Linked DNA regions of Sus scrofa: region 1 is linked to region 2. A link is a contact called in public Hi-C data. All regions are on one chromosome and are shown on one strand. Each heading gives the region's core, a stretch centred on a gene start, on an enhancer-like site or on the middle of the called end of the contact. The rest is flanking DNA. Distances are from core to core; before and after follow the strand shown. Region 1 holds the start of WRAP73 (WD repeat containing, antisense to TP73). Region 2 holds the start of PANK4 (pantothenate kinase 4).

Region 1 (7,917 bases), core at 4,095-6,594, 760 kb before region 2:
AACGGAAACGCTGTCTTTAACTTCCACCCCAAAAGGTACAGCTTTTCTTAAACAAATCAATTCTCCTTTGCATAAAACACACAAAGGATTTTCCAGGTGTCCTATGTAATCTACATAAGAAGACAAACTGGGAAGAAAAAAAAAAAAAGAGACATTGTGTGTTTTGGCTACACACAAATGGATGCTGTTAGTTCCAGATGCTTTTCTGTATAGAAATCTGGGCAGGACATGGAAGCACTTTACAGCAATTTACAGGGCTAAATTGTCACGCGGTGTTCTGAGGATAAAAATCCCCGGAGCGTTAAGCTTTGACCATCCAGACAGAAGCTCTGTTACGGTGACAAGGGAGCCAGGAGTCACCTAACAATTCCTTTCAGTTTCTTTTTTTCTTTTTACTATATGACACAAACTCATCAGAAAACGCTGATGAAAAATATTGAAATATTTTGACTCAGGACTCGCAAAGGGGTGCCCAAACTGGAAACTAAAGGCCTGCCCGTCCCTCTTATGTGGGCTGGGTAGAAGAAACGCACGTTTAACGAATGTTTTGGTTTTTTGCAAACACAAACCTCTTGGTGGGTGCAAGGTCTTTTACACAAGTGTCTGGAGGATACAGTCCCCTTGAGCTCGGGCACCCGAAACCATCTCCCAGCTCGATGAACCTGCAGCTTCCTTTTACCCATCAACCAAATGACTTCCCTTTGGGGTTCGGGAATCTCAGGGTGAGTGCGTGCTTGGCGACAGGCGGGACCTCACCTCCGCCAGGTTCTGGTCCCTAAGTCCTCCGTCTGCCATTTCATGCCCCTCTTAGCCATGCCGTCTGCACCTCACTCGAGAATGTGGGCGGGGCATACCCTATCAATAGTGACTCAAGGAGGCATCCTTGTTACGGTATCCCTATGCGGGGGGGGGGGGGGCCGAGTCGTGTCTCTTTGCCAGCCATCCTGTTCCCCCTGGGGACACCTGCTGTCCTCTGGTTCTCTGAACTCTGGAGCAGCATGAACAGCCAGCACTTTGGGGCCCACTTGTGAGAGGCATGCACCATGCTCAGCTCTTTAGATATGCCATCTTGGTTACTCTTCCCCCAACCCTCTGGGCTATTATCACCTTTCCTTACAGATGAGTAAACTGAGGCTCAAAGCGGTTAGGCAACTTGCTCGAGGTCCATGACCAGTAAGAAGAGGTGAAGATGGGATCAGAGCCCCACATTCTGACCTCTACACTGCCACCACTAACCACAGCTCCAGACTGGCCATTCCCATAGGGCGGCCCTGCAGAATTTGGAGGCAGCTACCCTGATACCCAGAACCTTCACCAGGACTGTGAAACGGGGCTGAGCTTCCCATGGCCAGTCCTCTGGCAGCGCCCCCAGGGACACCCTAGCAGTTTCTGGTACGTGACTTTTATTTTTCAAATTGCATGCATAATCCATATATCCACATGTTGCAAATTTTCAAACACTCTATGCTTTTGTTCTTGATACAGTCCTCTTTCAGCTTGTATTAAGTAAATCAAAACGTGGGTGCTGGACTTCTGGGGAGCATTAAAGCGAAACAAATAAACAGCAACAATGAATGTAAACCAAACCAAACCATGAGCCAAGGGCTCCCAAATGTCCAGTGTTTAATAAACAGACCACAGGACACCTGGAGCTCTGGGCAGAAGTGAGCCAGGCACTGTTCCCCAGCCCCTCACGGGTTGGCGGTGGTCGACCTGACACCCATTCATTTATGCGGACACGGGCATGCTTTGTGCAAATCCACTCAGTGCCCGGGCAAAAAGACCAGCTGAGAAAAAAGGTAGTAGCGCCCCCCCCATCCTCCAAAGTCTGAAAGGACGGTGACTGCAGGGCAAGGAGGGGCAGGAGAGAGAAGTTGCCTCTGGCCAGGGGCCGGATTCTGACCCCTCCTTTTCCCAGAGGAAACGCTCAGGAGGCCAGCGGGCACCCCAGCCAACACAGGGCCACTGAGAGATGCCCCTCTGGAAAGAGACTCCTTAGCAACCCACTCCCTGGGGCGAGCCGAGGGGTCATGCCCAGTCGTCCTGGTCCAGGGGAACCAGGGCCCCACTCAGCCCTGGGGGTGGGGCAGCCGTCGCCAGCAGATTCGTGCAGCCTCGTGGGTGCAGCGTGGAGCCGGCGGGGAGGAGCTTTGTCCGCGACAGGCGCCTCTCCCGACCTCCACCTGCACCTGCTCCCCCGACCCGGAGTTCCATTCTCAACCTCCCCTGGAAGCCGGGGTGGACGCGGGAATCCCAGCGAGGCTGCTCCGGGTCCCAAAGGCCACCACACTGCCGGCAGGAGCGCATCCTCCCCCGGGCTGGACTCGGCCGGCCGGCCCCCCGCCCCCACCTCCAGCCGCGTCCCAGGAGCTGGTCGGACTCCGGGAAGACCCTAAGGCCCGCTCCCTCGAGTTCGTGCATGATCTCGTCGACTACCAGCTTCGGCGCCGCAAAGCGCCGTGCCGGCCGCCCTGGGCTCAGGCCCACAAGCAGAGCCCCGCCGCGCCCAGGTCCCCTCGCTCCAGGTCCCCGCGCTGCTTACCTGGTGCCGCCTGAGCTCCGGGAATCCTGGCCCCGGCGCTTCACCGCGGAACCCCTTCGTGGGTGCACGGCGGGCGCGGGCCGTGAAGCGAGTGCGGCTGGGCGGCGGCGGGTGGGGAAGCAGGGCGGGCGCGGGTTATATGGGCGCGGGAGGGGAGGCGCCGCGGGGAGGGGTGGCCGCGGGCGTTAGCGCCTTCCGCGGCGGGCCGGCGGGAAGGCAGCGCGGGCCGCTGAGCCTTGGCGGGAGGAGCGCGGGGCGGCGGGACCGGCTGGGCTCTGCCGGGGCCAAGGTTGCGGCTCAGGGCTCCGCCCCCCCAGCTGGCCGCGTGCGAGTCAGGGTCCCGGGGCGCGCTCCGCCCCGCCTCCTTCCCGCCGCCTTTTGGCGCGCTTCGCCCCCGGGCCCCCGGGCGCGGCCGCCTGCCTGGGACTGGGCGCCGACCGGACGCCGGAGCCCTACTGCTGTGTCCACGGCCCCTCGGCCGGCTTAGGGGTACGAGCAAGGGCGCGCGGGAGCCGGGATCGGGAGCAGAGATGCGGCGTCCGCGTGCCCACTCCTTCCTCTCTCTGCCACAGCGCATCTTCCGGGTCTCGCTCCTCCGCCCCCATCGGCGCCGGACCCTCCGCGCCGGGCGCTTGGGATCCGAGGCCCAGAAGAAGGGCCGCGCATCTTAGGGGCGCCGCCATCCAGGTCCGCGGAGTGTCTGCACTGGCTGTGGCCTACAGGGGACAGGCGTGGAGGTCGCGGCCCCGTAACCCAGGGTAAAGTGGAGCCGCTTGCTTCTGGGTACCAGCCGGGTTCCTCGGCTCAGAAGGGCACGCATCGCCTGTGCCCCTGCGCGTCCGGGGAGTCACTTGGGACGCAAACGCTCCAGGGTCGCGCCCGCACCAAGCTCCCTCCCAGGGACAACGCCTCCTGGCCCCGCCCGGCCGGAATCATTTCCGCGTAGGGCAGGTACGCGCGGGTGTCCAAGGCGACCTGTGAGTCATGCGCACAGAGACCTGTCGCAAGCCAGGCCTCCCTCGGCACCCCCCCGCCCCCCCCACCTGTGGCTTCATGGGCCAGGTCCCCTGCAGGGCAGACGCGGGCTTCCCTTCCAGGGCTCCCACTTCCTCTAAGGCCTCCGCTGGAGAACCCCACACGCTGGACGAGGTCTGGACGACTCTGGGCGGCGGGCACCCGCTATGCACTTCCTTCTGGTGCTCGTGGGAACCGTTATCTGCCTCCGAACCGATGCCTCCAGGCCAGGGGGACCCTCGCTTCAGTGTCGCCGGTGAAACCTAGCAGCCCGGGCTGGTTCAGTCCAGGTTCTCTGGCCACGTGTGTTCCACAACTCACCTGGCGAGTGTGGCTGACTTCCACACGTCTTTACTGCTCACCTACTGTCTTTGAGGTGCGGGGTGCGGTGGGGACCCAAAGACAAATGACGCACGGGAGGGAGTTGATCTGGCCGCACCGCGGAGCAGGGCGCCTGCACGCATCCCCTACTCGTTCGTTCTGTGAAGTTGGGGGGGCCACCAAAGGGCGCAGGCCCAGCTGGGTGTGCAGAGGTGCGAAGAGGACCCAGGCCGGGTCTCAGTTCTTAGAACGCAGGGTCAGGGGCCGGTGTCAGGGTCTGCGCGATCTGATCCTGTGTGCAGCCCCGGGAATCCTGGCGGCAGGGCACCGCCTGGCGGGGGCATGGGGGAGGCCTCTGTTGGGTGAAGTGGACTAGAGGACAAGACAGAAGCGGGGCAGCGAGCGAGATCAGCAGAGCCAGTGCGACGCAGGTGCGCGCTCCGGCCTGCGACTTGGGCGGGTGCGGCTGAGCCCAGGGCCGAGCCCTGGTGGCCTTCTGTCACTTGCGGGTCTGGGCGCAGGTGCGGGCTTGCGATAGACAGGTGGGTGCATGCAACCCCGGTGCACTCCCGGCAGAGTGTCGATTTCGTTCTCTCCCGGATCCTGAGCATGAAGTGAGGGCCTTGCTGCAGGCATGGTTGCGGGATGTAGCCAAAAGACAAACAAAAACGAATACTTATACTTTATGTATAAAATATAATATGTGTGTTTGGACTGTTACATATTATATAAAAATGACAAGTGCATGTTTATGTGTGAATTTATGTATATGTCTTTACATTAACTATGAATGCATAAATATAAACACACAGACACACAGGATGTCAGTTCATTTGAATTTCAGATAAGGGGATAATTCTTTAGTGTAAGTATGAGCCACGTAGTCTTTGGGAACATATATATATATATTTTTTTTTTTTGTCTTTTTTTTTTTTTTTTTTTTCTTTTCTAGGGCTGCACCCGCGGCATATGGAAGTTCCCAGGCTAGGGGTCTAATCGGAGCTGTAGCCGCCGGCCTACGCCAGAGCCACTGCAACGTGGGATCCCAGCCGCGTCTGCGACCTACGCCACAGCTCACGGCAACGCCGGATCCTTAACCCACTGAGCGAGTCCGGGGATCATACCCGCAACCTCATGGTTCCTAGTCAGATTCGTTAACCACTGCGCCACGACGGGAACTCCTGGGAACATCTTTAACCTAGAAAACTATTCGTTGCTTATCTGAAATTCAGTTTCGGTGCACTTCCTGCCTTTTATCTGGCAACCATAGCTGGAGAAGGTCTCAAGGCTTCCCATGTTGGAGCACCAGCGGCAATCCCGGGTGGGACGCACCGCTACGGCGCCTTTAAAGCGTGGTGGCGTGCCGGGGGTGGGGCGGAGAACTACAAGCCCCACAATGCTGCGCGTCATCCCTGATTTCTGATTGGCTACTGTGCGTTTCCCGCTTTTCCATCACTTCCGGTCTCGAAGGGGCGGTTGCGGCGGGGCTCCGCGGGCCCGGGATCCAGCGGCTGCCATGAACTTCTCGGAGGTGTTCAAGCTCTCCAACCTGCTCTGCAAGTTCTCCCCCGACGGCAAGTACCTGGTGAGAGGCTGCGGGGCTTGGGCCGAGGGCGGGCTCTCCGCGGGGAGGCGTGTGTCTACACCGGGAGCGAGGCCGCCGCGGGGCCTGGATGGAGGGAACTCGGGGGTTTGCTGCTCACTTGGGCAGGGGTCCCAGGCAGTGGCCCCGGGCAGGTGTTGCAGACAGGACCTGAGCAGGCGACCCGGCGAGCTGCCAGCGTCCCTGCACGTGGGTTTCCATCTGTTAAAGGCAGGTAAGAACAATACTGTCTTGACACATTTGAGGGCACAGGAGCTATCAGCCCCTTGTTGTTAGTCTGTCATAGAAGCCAGCCCTGTTGGCTGTAACCTGGTGCAGCGGTGCAACTCATTGTTGGCACCTTTTCCAGCCCATTTCACCAGTCTCCACCGCACACCAGATGAATGATTCGGGTGACTCGCATTCTGTGCTCAGATAAAGAGAATTTTCTCCACTCCTGGGACTTGAGCTGCTCGTTCCCTGGGTGGCAGGTGGTTCTAACATCGCTGAGCTATCTTGTACATGAAATTTAAGTTTTGAAAATACCGGTATGACCAGTGTATAGCTTCAGAGTCCTGGGGAGGGGGGAGGTGTGGTGGGTGGGAGATAGTTAGTACTGGAAAGACATGAAGACATCAGTGATGCTTCATAAAAAGTGTACTTAGTTTCATTAACTGTTAACATATGGCCCCATGACTTTTCTTCAATTTGAGCATTATTTGCATTCCTTTTATCTGGGCCTTTGAGGATGTAATTCTCAAGTGACATATTTGCCTTTTTGTTTGTTTGGTTTTGGGGGGCTGCACCCACAGGATATGGAAGTTCCTGGGCCAGGGGTCAAAGCAGAGCTGCAGCTGCTGGCCTACAGCACAATAATGCCAGATGCTAGCCAAGCCGTAACCCACACCGGATCCTTAACCCACCGAGTGAGGCCAGGGATCGAACCCATGTCCTCATGGAACTAGTCAGGTTCATTATCACTGAGCCACAATGGGAACTCCTCATATTTGCCTTCCTTATGGAGGTTCTATTCTAAATCATAGGACATGGCATTCAGTTCCAAAATACAAAATATCTCTAGCTTAAGTGGCACTCCAAAACCTTGGTGTGTTTTTCAAAGTACTCCTATGAATTAGTTTTTTAAAGGTCATTTGCAAAAATCCAGGTCAACTATAAAAAGGAATTTTATATTTTTCTCATTTAACTTTGGTGCTTTTTTTGGTTTTTATCCTCCAATTAAACTCTTATGAGCGCTAAGGGGTCATGTGATCAGGACCATGCTCTTCAAAGCTCTACCCAGTGCGGAAAAAAGTTGGGCCTTGTTGCCACTTAAAAATTTTTTTTAGGAGTTCCCGTCGTGGCGCAGTGGTTAATGATCCGACTAGGAACCATGAGGTTGCGGGTTCGATCCCTGCCCTTGCTCAGTGGGTCAAGGTTCCGGCGTTGCCCTGAGCTGTGGTGTAGGTCACAGACGTGGCTCAGATCCTGCATTGCTGTGGCTCTGGCGTAGGCTGACAGCTACAGCTCCGATTCGACCCCTAGCCTGGGAGCCTCCATGTGCCGCGGGAGCAGCCCAAGAAATGGCAAAAAGACAAAAAAAAAAATTTTTTTTAACTGAAATGTAGTTGATTTCCAATATTGTGTTAGTTTCAGGTGTCCAAAGTGAATCCCTTATACACACACATATATTCTTTTTTTCACATTCTCTTCCATCATGGATTATTACGAGATACTACGTATAGTTTCTCATGTTGCCATTTTTAATATCTTGCAGCAGATCTGATACGGTTTTTCCAAATGTTGCTACAAACAGTCCATTTCATAAGGAATGTATTGTAGCTGAGCACAGCTTTCACAGCTGCCACGTGGAAAAATGAGCACCAGACAGGTGTTTGCTCTAATCTGCAGTTACTCTCTCAGCCTCCTTTCTCCATGTGGGATCCGTGTGGCTTTTTTAACATGGAAGTTCCTCAGACAAAGACCCAATGATCTAGTTTGACCCTGGCAAGTACAGAAATGAAGCAAGTAACAGTTAAAGCCAGTTCTTGATTTTTGAACGGAGATGGACCTGCTCTTAGCGGAGGAGTATATGCAGTCTCAGAAGTCGTTTGCTTGGAGGTGGCTGTTATTTAATACGTAGGCGCATGAAGTAGCTGTCCGCAAGGGACCGTCATTGCCACTTAGCACACAGTTAGGAACATGTTAATGCTGGCGTGTGAGAGACCCCTCCCTCCCTTATACTCACACGCCTGCCACTTCCGACACATCTGGCCACGGTCGTGGGTTTGCCCCCACGCCAAGCCGTTCACCTCCACACTGGCCAGGGGTCCTGCTCAGTCCTGACACCGTCTCATCTGCCTGGAGAGCGCACCAGGTCCCCCAGGGTAGGAGCTCAGGCCCACAAGACTGCCCCGCCTTTCAGAGGCCAGTCAAAAGTCCAGGTTGTCACCTGTGCTTC
Region 2 (7,681 bases), core at 627-3,126:
CCCTGCGTCGGCTTGGTCATCTGGTTCGGGGCTCACAGTGGGCTGTGTGTGGGGGGGGAGGGTCCTCCACATGATCCTTAAAGGATTCCCGTGTGGGTGGGTGTGCGTGGGCACGACTCTGTACTCAGAATTTGAACTCTCGGTCACGTGGGAGCCACGGGACTGCTCTTCGAGACTCTTCTAATAAAATCTGACTACTCAGCCCCCTCCACCGCCTGTCTCTTGTGCCTCACATGGGCCCCTGGCAGCCGCCTGGCAGGCGGGTCTGCCGGGATGAAGCGGGGGGTGGGCTCTATGCTGGCATGCAACCACGGGTGGGCAGTGTCCCGGCCAGTGACCCTCTGGAGGAAGGGCTGGGCACCCACTGAGGGGAGGAGGGAGGAAGGAGGAGGGAGGGGGGAGGGAGGCAGAGCAGAAGCCAGTGTTGAGGGGCAAGGGAACAGGCCCAGAGGCAGGGGAGAAGCAGGGCTTGGGGAAGCAGAGGAGAGGCGGGCTGGAAGGGAGCAGGCCTTGTGGAGCTCCCTGGATGCAGGAGGAGGGGATGCGGTGGGGAGGAGCTGGGGGGCCTGGGTTCCAGCCCTAGACCTCTCTAGCTCCCTGCGGGTGGGGGTGGGGACCTTCCGGCTCTGTCCAGCTGAGAGAGACCAGAAAGCCACAGCCTGCCAGGGATCTCTTGCTGCAGCAAATGGGGCTTAGCTGGCTCCAACGCACAGGAGATGGTGGCCTCTCCCTGCATATCCAACAGCCTTCGCACTTGGACGAGCTCCTGAGGGCACCTTCCTGGACAACCCACAGGTGGCTGCCCAGACTTCCCTGCAGCCCGACTGCTCCCTGGAGCAAAACAGGCAGTGCTGGCAACAAACCTGCCAAGGGCAGGCCTTGCCTTGGAAAGGGCATCTATTTTTAGGCAGGCCACAGGCTGCAGGAACCTGGAGGTGCCCAGGCTGGCCCTCCCTCCTTCCTGCTCGCCTTCCATCCCTGTCTGTCCACCCTGCGGGGGACGTCCAGAGCAGTGCTGCTAGTGGCCTCTGGGGTCCCTGCTGAGCCCTGGGACTGCCGAGCCAGGGATGGGAAGCCCCTCCCACGTCCTCCACATCTACTGCTGTAAGGCAGGCACGTCCATGAACTCAGCAGGGGCAGCACTCAGCAGGGGCAACCGCTGTCCTCGTGGGAGTGCCCCCTGGCCAGGCTGGCCCACAAGGCTGCTAGCCCTCCTGGTGCACCAGCCCCTCCCCCGAATCACCCCTGGAGCTCTGAGTTTTTGTCTCTGGAGGGCCTGTGCTCCTATGGGCCCTACCAGGCAACTGGTAGCACGCTCAAGGCCGGAAGCCAAAGACTCAAAGTAGCTGGTTCAGGGTCACCTAGAGGCAGGTCCAAAGCCACCTTAAGGGCCAACACGGGGCTCTTTCACAAAGCGCCTCGCTGCCTTAGGAGTACACCCATCCCCGAGGTTCTCAGTAACCAGCCCTGGAAGCCCATCCCCAACACCAACTGGGAGCTTTCTCAGCTTGTTCCCTGCAAACTTCCACAGTGTCCCTCTTTTGCCAGAAAAGTAACCTTTTCCAGGCAGGCTCTCGTGCCTTCCCCTGCATTTTCTTGCCCCCTTTTCTTCTTCTTCTTCTTTTTTTTTTTTTTTTTTTGGCTGCGCTGCTGAATGTGGACGTACCTGGGCCAGGGATTGAGCCCCAGCCACAACGCAGACTACATACACCAGACCCTTAACCCACTGCATCACAAGAGATTCTGGGCGGGGCGGGGTGGGGGCTCCTAGGGGGCAAAGTCACCAACTACTCCTTGTTTGCATGGGAAGTGGGGCACCGGCGGCCCTGCGCTCCCAGGGATCCAGGCTGGTGGCGCTCAAGCACCTTTGCCGTAGTTGCCAAGCTTTTCAGTACCACTCGCTGACAGAAGCGGTCCGTCTGGTGGGCTGCAAGCCCCAGGTGCCGCCTCTGCACTTGCTCAGATCACTTGAGGTCAGCATCCGGCCAGCTCAGTGAAGGGACAGCAGAGACGACGACAGCCCAGAGGTTTTGCGTGAGCTGCCCACCGCCGGGTCTCTGGAGCCCGCTTCCTGGCCAGCGCGAGTCGGCGCTTCGAGCTGCAGCGGAGACGGGGGGCGGGGGCCTGCCCGGGATCATTAGCATAATATATGCACAGGAGGCGCTTAACAGTCAAATATATGCGCATATATCTCCATGGCTGATGAGACTGGCCGGGCACATTCAAAATGGCGGAGTGTGGAGCGAGCGGCAGCGGGAGCAGCGGGGACAGCCTGGACAAGAGCATTACGCTGCCCCCCGACGAGATCTTCCGCAACCTGGAGAACGCCAAGCGCTTCGCCATAGATATAGGTCGCTGCGGGCGGGCGAGGGGAGCTGGGCGGCGGGGGTGGGCGTGGGCGCGGGGCCGGCGGGCCGGGGCGGTGGCAAGGACGAAGGGCGGGGCGTGGGCCGCGGCGCCAAAGGCTTGTCGGGCTTTGTAGTCCGCGGCTGCGGGCGCGCATGGCCTATCGGGCCTTGTAGTTCGCTACCGTCTACAGGTGCACGCTAGCCGTGGCAGCGGGACTACAGCTCCCGGCAGGCGCCTCACGACCGGAGCGGGGCATGCCGGGGTTCGTAGTCCCGCGGGAGAGGCTGCCCGGCGGGAGCTCAGGGGCCGGCGGTTTGTCGACCTAGGCGCGGACTCAGGTCGAAAGTGCCCGTGCCCCGCCCCCCCGCAGGGCCCTCCTCCCACCCTGGCGCGCTGGCCCTTGTCTCCGTTGAGGAGGAGGCGCGGCGACCCGGCCGGCCGACCGCCAACGCTAGGCTGCTGTCGCCCTGCCTGCGTGCGGCGCGCTGAGTGGGGCGGCCCTGCCTCTCGCGGTCGCAGCCGATCCGGGCTGCGGCCCGAGCTCGCGTGGTCCGGGACCCCCCAAGGCCTGGCCCATCGTGGCGCTCCTCTCCTGGAGGGGTTGGACCGGCCCGCTCCCCTGTCCTTGGGTGGGTGGGGGGGTCCCTGGAGTCACGGGTTTTGGGGGAGGGGGCCGTCCAGAGAAGTGGGGGCGGAGAGTGGCCCGCGTCCCTAGTCCCCACCTGGAAACCGCAGTGGGCTTTAGGAGACTGGCCTGGAGGCGGGGCAGAGCCAGGCGGGGCGGGGGTGGGGGTGGGCGTGGGCAGCTCTGTGACCTGGAGCTTGTCTCCCCGAGAGGGAACCTGAGGGATCCGTGCTCTGCTGGACGTCGTGCCGGGCTGGGTGGGAGCCCCAGCCCCTGGGAGCCACCTCCCATGTTCTCTGAGCCCTGCCTGCACTGCTGTGGTGGCATTTCCCCGGGGGGCGTGTGCCCTGAGGCCCCAGGCTTGGTGCCGCTTGAGTCTGCTCCAACCAGTTGGCACCTCCCGTTTCTCTTCCCCCCCGGGGTGTTCTGTGTGGCTCCTGGGGCCAGCTTGTGGCCGCAGAGGGAGGAGTGCCTGCCTGGTCCAGTTCCTTGGCAGAAGGACGCTCAAAGGAGTAGTTTCAATGGTTGGCATTTATTTCCTTGTGAGATCCCCCCACCCTGGGGCTGGGTGCTCTGTCTCTGGTTCTTCGAAGGACATGTTTGTTGCTGTGAAGCACAGACTGGCTCATGCAGCTGGTGAGAGGTCACAGGTCAGGGCAGGCAGGGGTCCTCCACCCAGGAGTCCACAAAGCCAGGGTGCTCGTCAGCGTGGGGTTGACAAGCGGGCTTCCGGTTTCCTCTCCCCTCCCCTAGCCTCCCAGTCCAGGAGAGCTCAGTTGCTGGGTCCTAGGCAAGGCTTTTCCTTTCTTGCATGGGGCACCCCTGTCCACTGGTATCCCCTCCCAAAGCGTCTGATGCTTTGTGTCAACACATTCTTGAAGCTGACTTGACTCCAGGTTCCTGTGGAAGGAAGGGTCCCTCAGGTGAAGGCAAGGGGTGTCCTGCCCGCCTTGGTGCCTGGGGTAGAAGGTCAGCCCTGTGCCAGGCCCCCGTGGGTCTGGGCAAACTGGATGGAGGGTCTTGGCTCAGGTTCCTCTTGTCAGTCAGGGATGCCCTGTGGCGTCCACAGTGCTGTGTGCCATCACCTGGTCCCTGCCCTGGTCAGGTGTGACTTGCAGGGGCAGGGGGCCCAGGTTGGCATCCCCTCTCATCCTGAGGGATCCTGGGACTAGATGAGCCCACCTGCGCCCCGCAGGCTCCGCCCTTCTGCTCTGTGCACTGAGCCGTTCAGGGTGACTGTCCTGCTCCGCTTGCACCCAGACCACCATCCAGTGGCTCCTGGGGGGGAGAAGGAGGCATTGCCCCACTCAGGGTGTGTGGTGTGCGGGACCCCCACAAACCCTAACACTGTGTTTCGGTGGTGATTTCAAGCTAAGCTAACACGCTGTCTGAGATGGCACGTCTGTGACCCAGGCCTCTGTTTGTGGTAACTCTCGATGAGCTGCTCACAATGCAGCTTCATCTCTTCGTGTTGCTTGTCCTTTGGGGAAGCCGCTTATTCACAGAGGTGACTCAGGCCCAAGCGCTTTAGTGACGCTGGTGGCCAGGCCATGGGTGGGGGCAGGGAGGAGGGATCAGGAGGCTCCAGGCCAGGTTCGCAGCTTGAGCTCGCGGCCTGGGGCTGAGACAAGCCTGTGCCGCGGTGCTTAGTAACTGAACACGGGGCCCATGAGGCCAGGTCACCGCAGGTCGGGAGGCCCTGGCCATGCTGCCAGGTGGCGGCTCCACCAGGCCAGGTGTGACCGAGCTCACACTGGGGTGGGGTTGACCTGTGTCCCCTGCCGTGGTCCTTGTGACCTTGGTGTCTCCAATATGCTTCCCCCCCCAGACGGTTCTCATACCTTCCCTCAGTGTTTGTCACGAGCCAGCAGTTGTTGACACCTGTAGCCTTCTTCTCATAACGAGGGAGTTCCCTCTGAAAACACAGTTGGTTCCAAAGCCGTCTGGCGGGGCTGAGGCTTCCGCTTCTCCGCTCACCGGCGGGCCTTGAACAGCTGCGAGCTCCCTGGCGCCTCCCCCGAAGCCTCACTTCGGCTCAGGAGAGGGCTCCCCTCATCCTCGGGAAGGACACCCTGGGGGTCTTGACGTGCCGAGGCCTCATCTGTTTCCCCGTGGTCGCCGGGTAACAGGGGGCACCTGGCTTCCAGCGATGCCCTCTGCAGGGCCTCATGGGCGTCCCCGGCCCCGAGCATCTCCCAGGCAGGCCTTCCTGGGCGCTCCCGGTGAGAACAGCCCCCTCCGCCCCTTTCCACAGGCCGCCAGGTGTGTGCTTTTCCATAAACGCAGTGAGTGTGTCCACTCTTGCCCCGGGTCCATCCTCAAGATGAGAGCTTGCAGCAGAATTTCCCAGGCCACCCGTGATCGCCGAGGTCACCCAGAAACAGTCGTTTCCTTTTCCTCTGGACGTGGCGCTGGAGGGGAAATGGGCCCTCTCAGCGCTGGTCAGGGGCCCTTTTCAGAGAAAGCAGAACGTGTGGCTCCTGCAGTTCATCCGCGTCCTCTCTCTGGCCCTGCAGGGTGTTCAAGTTCAAGCAGCATCAGATTCTTTGTGGGCAGGGCCTAGGTCTGGCAGAGGCAGGCGTGTGGAAGGGTGGCCTCTGGGTCCCTTCCAGCCGCTTCTCACCCTGCTGCGCCTGTGTCTCCCGCAGGCGGCTCTCTGACCAAGCTGGCCTACTACTCCACCGTGCAGCACAAAGTGGCCCGAGTGCGCTCCTTTGACCACTCGGGCAAGGTGAGCCTCCTGGCGGCCTCGCGGTGGGGAGCTTCCTGCCGATAACCCTTCCCTGCCGCCCCGCTCAGCGCCCCGCCATCCTGGGCCCTGGCAGAAGTGCCCCCGGCCTGCTCGCTCTGCCCTGCCTGCTCTGCCTCCCTCCTGTGGGGACTCGAGGGTCCCACGTCCCTTCGGGTGACCGAACTGCTGCTGGGGTGCTAGGGGTGGCCTAGAGCCAGCCCCTCCCTGAGGCGGCACGCGCGGGTCCCCGCCTGCATCCCCAGGACACAGAGCAGGACCACGAGCCACCCTACGAGATCTCCGTCCAGGAGGAGGTCACCGCCAGGCTGCACTTTGTCAAGTTCGAGAACACCTACATAGAAGCCTGCCTGGACTTCATCAAGGACCACCTGGTTAACACCGAGACGAAGGTCATCCAGGCGACCGGGGGCGGGGCGTACAAGTTCAAAGACCTCATTGAAGAGAAGCTGCAGCTGAAGTAAGTGGGACCCAGTCGGGCTCTGAGGAGGTGGCCGCAGTGCCCCAGGCCCTGCAATTCCCGCGTAGCCCAGCTCAGGGAGCTTCAGGTGGCGGCTGGGGGCCAGGCTCTGGGCCGGCTGCAGCAGGATGCTGGGGGTTGACCCTCCGAGTGGCTCAGGGGACCGAGGACCATGGGTGGGCACGTGGGGAGGGGCGAGGGCCGAGAGGAGGGAGATGGAGCCTCGAGACCACGTCTGCTGTGTTCCCATGGCAACGCAGCGATCCCCGGCCCCCGGGGGCCCTGGCCCTGTCGTGGGAGCAGAGGCTGGGGCCATTCGTGCCCCAGCCAAGTGCCGGGCCCTCAGGTTCCTGCAGCTGGCCCACCCCCGAGTCTCGCAGGGCCAGGTGGTGACTTCGCGAGCTGCCCGGCAGGCTGTTTCCGAGAGCCAGGTGTGCTGTTGGAGCCAGAAGGCGAGCCCGGGCTGGCAGCACCGGGCTGCGGGCCGAGGCTGTGCCATGGCCCCGCTGGTTGCAGTGGCCGGCCCTCCCTCTCAGGGTTGACAAGGAGGACGTGATGACCTGCCTGATAAAGGGCTGCAACTTCGTGCTGAAAAACATCCCGCACGAGGCGTTCGTCTACCAGAAGGACTCCGACCCCGAGTTCCGGTTCCAGACGAACCACCCCAACATCTTCCCGTACCTTCTCGTCAACATCGGCTCTGGCGTCTCTATTGTGAAGGTGAGGCCTGGCTCATGGAGGAGAACGATGCCTCAGCCGTGGCTTGTTGGGCTACTGGCTACGTGTTAGGGCCCCAACCGGGCACAGGGCCACGGACACAGATGGCCCGGCTGCAGTGTTCACAGGCCCCTCCTTCCAGCATCAGCATGTGCCCCACCGCCCAGACGCATCATCACCCAGGTCTGGGGACGCCCCTGGGCCACTGTGTCCCGAGACCTGCCTGCTGACACACCTGCCACCTTTCTGCTCCAGGTAGAGACGGAGGACAGATTTGAGTGGATCGGCGGCAGCTCCATCGGGGGTGGCACCTTCTGGGGGCTCGGGGCCCTGCTCACCAAAACCAAGGTATTGGGCAGCCGTGGGAGAAAGCCCCCACCTACGCAGGATGTCAGGCTTCCCCCGCCCCCCTCCGGAAAGGGTTGCTTGGGGGTCTGAGGCTCGTGCTTGGCTGGGATTGTTCTGAAAGTGAGTCATTCCTGGCCCTCGTCCTGAGTCCCTGAAGGACGGGCGTCCACGTGGCCGCAGCATCTCTCTTGGGTGGTCCTGGGCAAGAGGAGCTGGCTCCCCTTGGTGGGCTTGGTGTGCGGGCTGTAGGGGTCCCGTCAGCTCCTTGCTTGTCACGCGTCTCCGTCGCTCTGTCCCTGCAGAAGTTCGATGAGCTGCTGCACCTGGCGTCCCGAGGCCAGCACGCCAACGTGGACATGCTGGTGCAGGACGTCTACGGAGGGGCGCACCAGACGCTGGGGCTCAGCGGCAACCTCATCGCCAGCAGCTTTGG

The links. A called contact is a pair of places that touch in the nucleus more often than the background predicts.
Region 1: a contact with region 2 is called in a Hi-C map of liver, with 6 times the contacts expected there. The contact joins the promoter of WRAP73 here to the promoter of PANK4 in region 2. A contact is called at or near these places in 1 of 5 promoter capture datasets (liver) and 1 of 47 Hi-C or Micro-C datasets (liver).

What each region holds. Positions count from the first base shown.
Region 1 is chr6:65,164,488-65,172,404 of Sscrofa11.1, reverse strand. It overlaps WRAP73 (WD repeat containing, antisense to TP73), which reads left to right and starts at 5,344. Exons shown (of 12, transcript NM_001244721.1): 1 at 5,344-5,462. The coding sequence starts at 5,394. It overlaps TP73 (tumor protein p73), which reads right to left and starts at 2,635. Exons shown (of 14, transcript XM_021095218.1): 1 at 2,543-2,635.
Region 2 is chr6:64,401,638-64,409,318 of Sscrofa11.1, reverse strand. PANK4 (pantothenate kinase 4) reads left to right here and starts at 1,876. Exons shown (of 19, transcript XM_003356124.5): 1 at 1,876-2,351; 2 at 5,623-5,705; 3 at 5,969-6,183; 4 at 6,720-6,903; 5 at 7,156-7,248; 6 at 7,551-7,681. The coding sequence starts at 2,228. HES5 (transcription factor HES-5) reads left to right here. Exons shown (of 3, transcript XM_021097834.1): 3 at 1-209.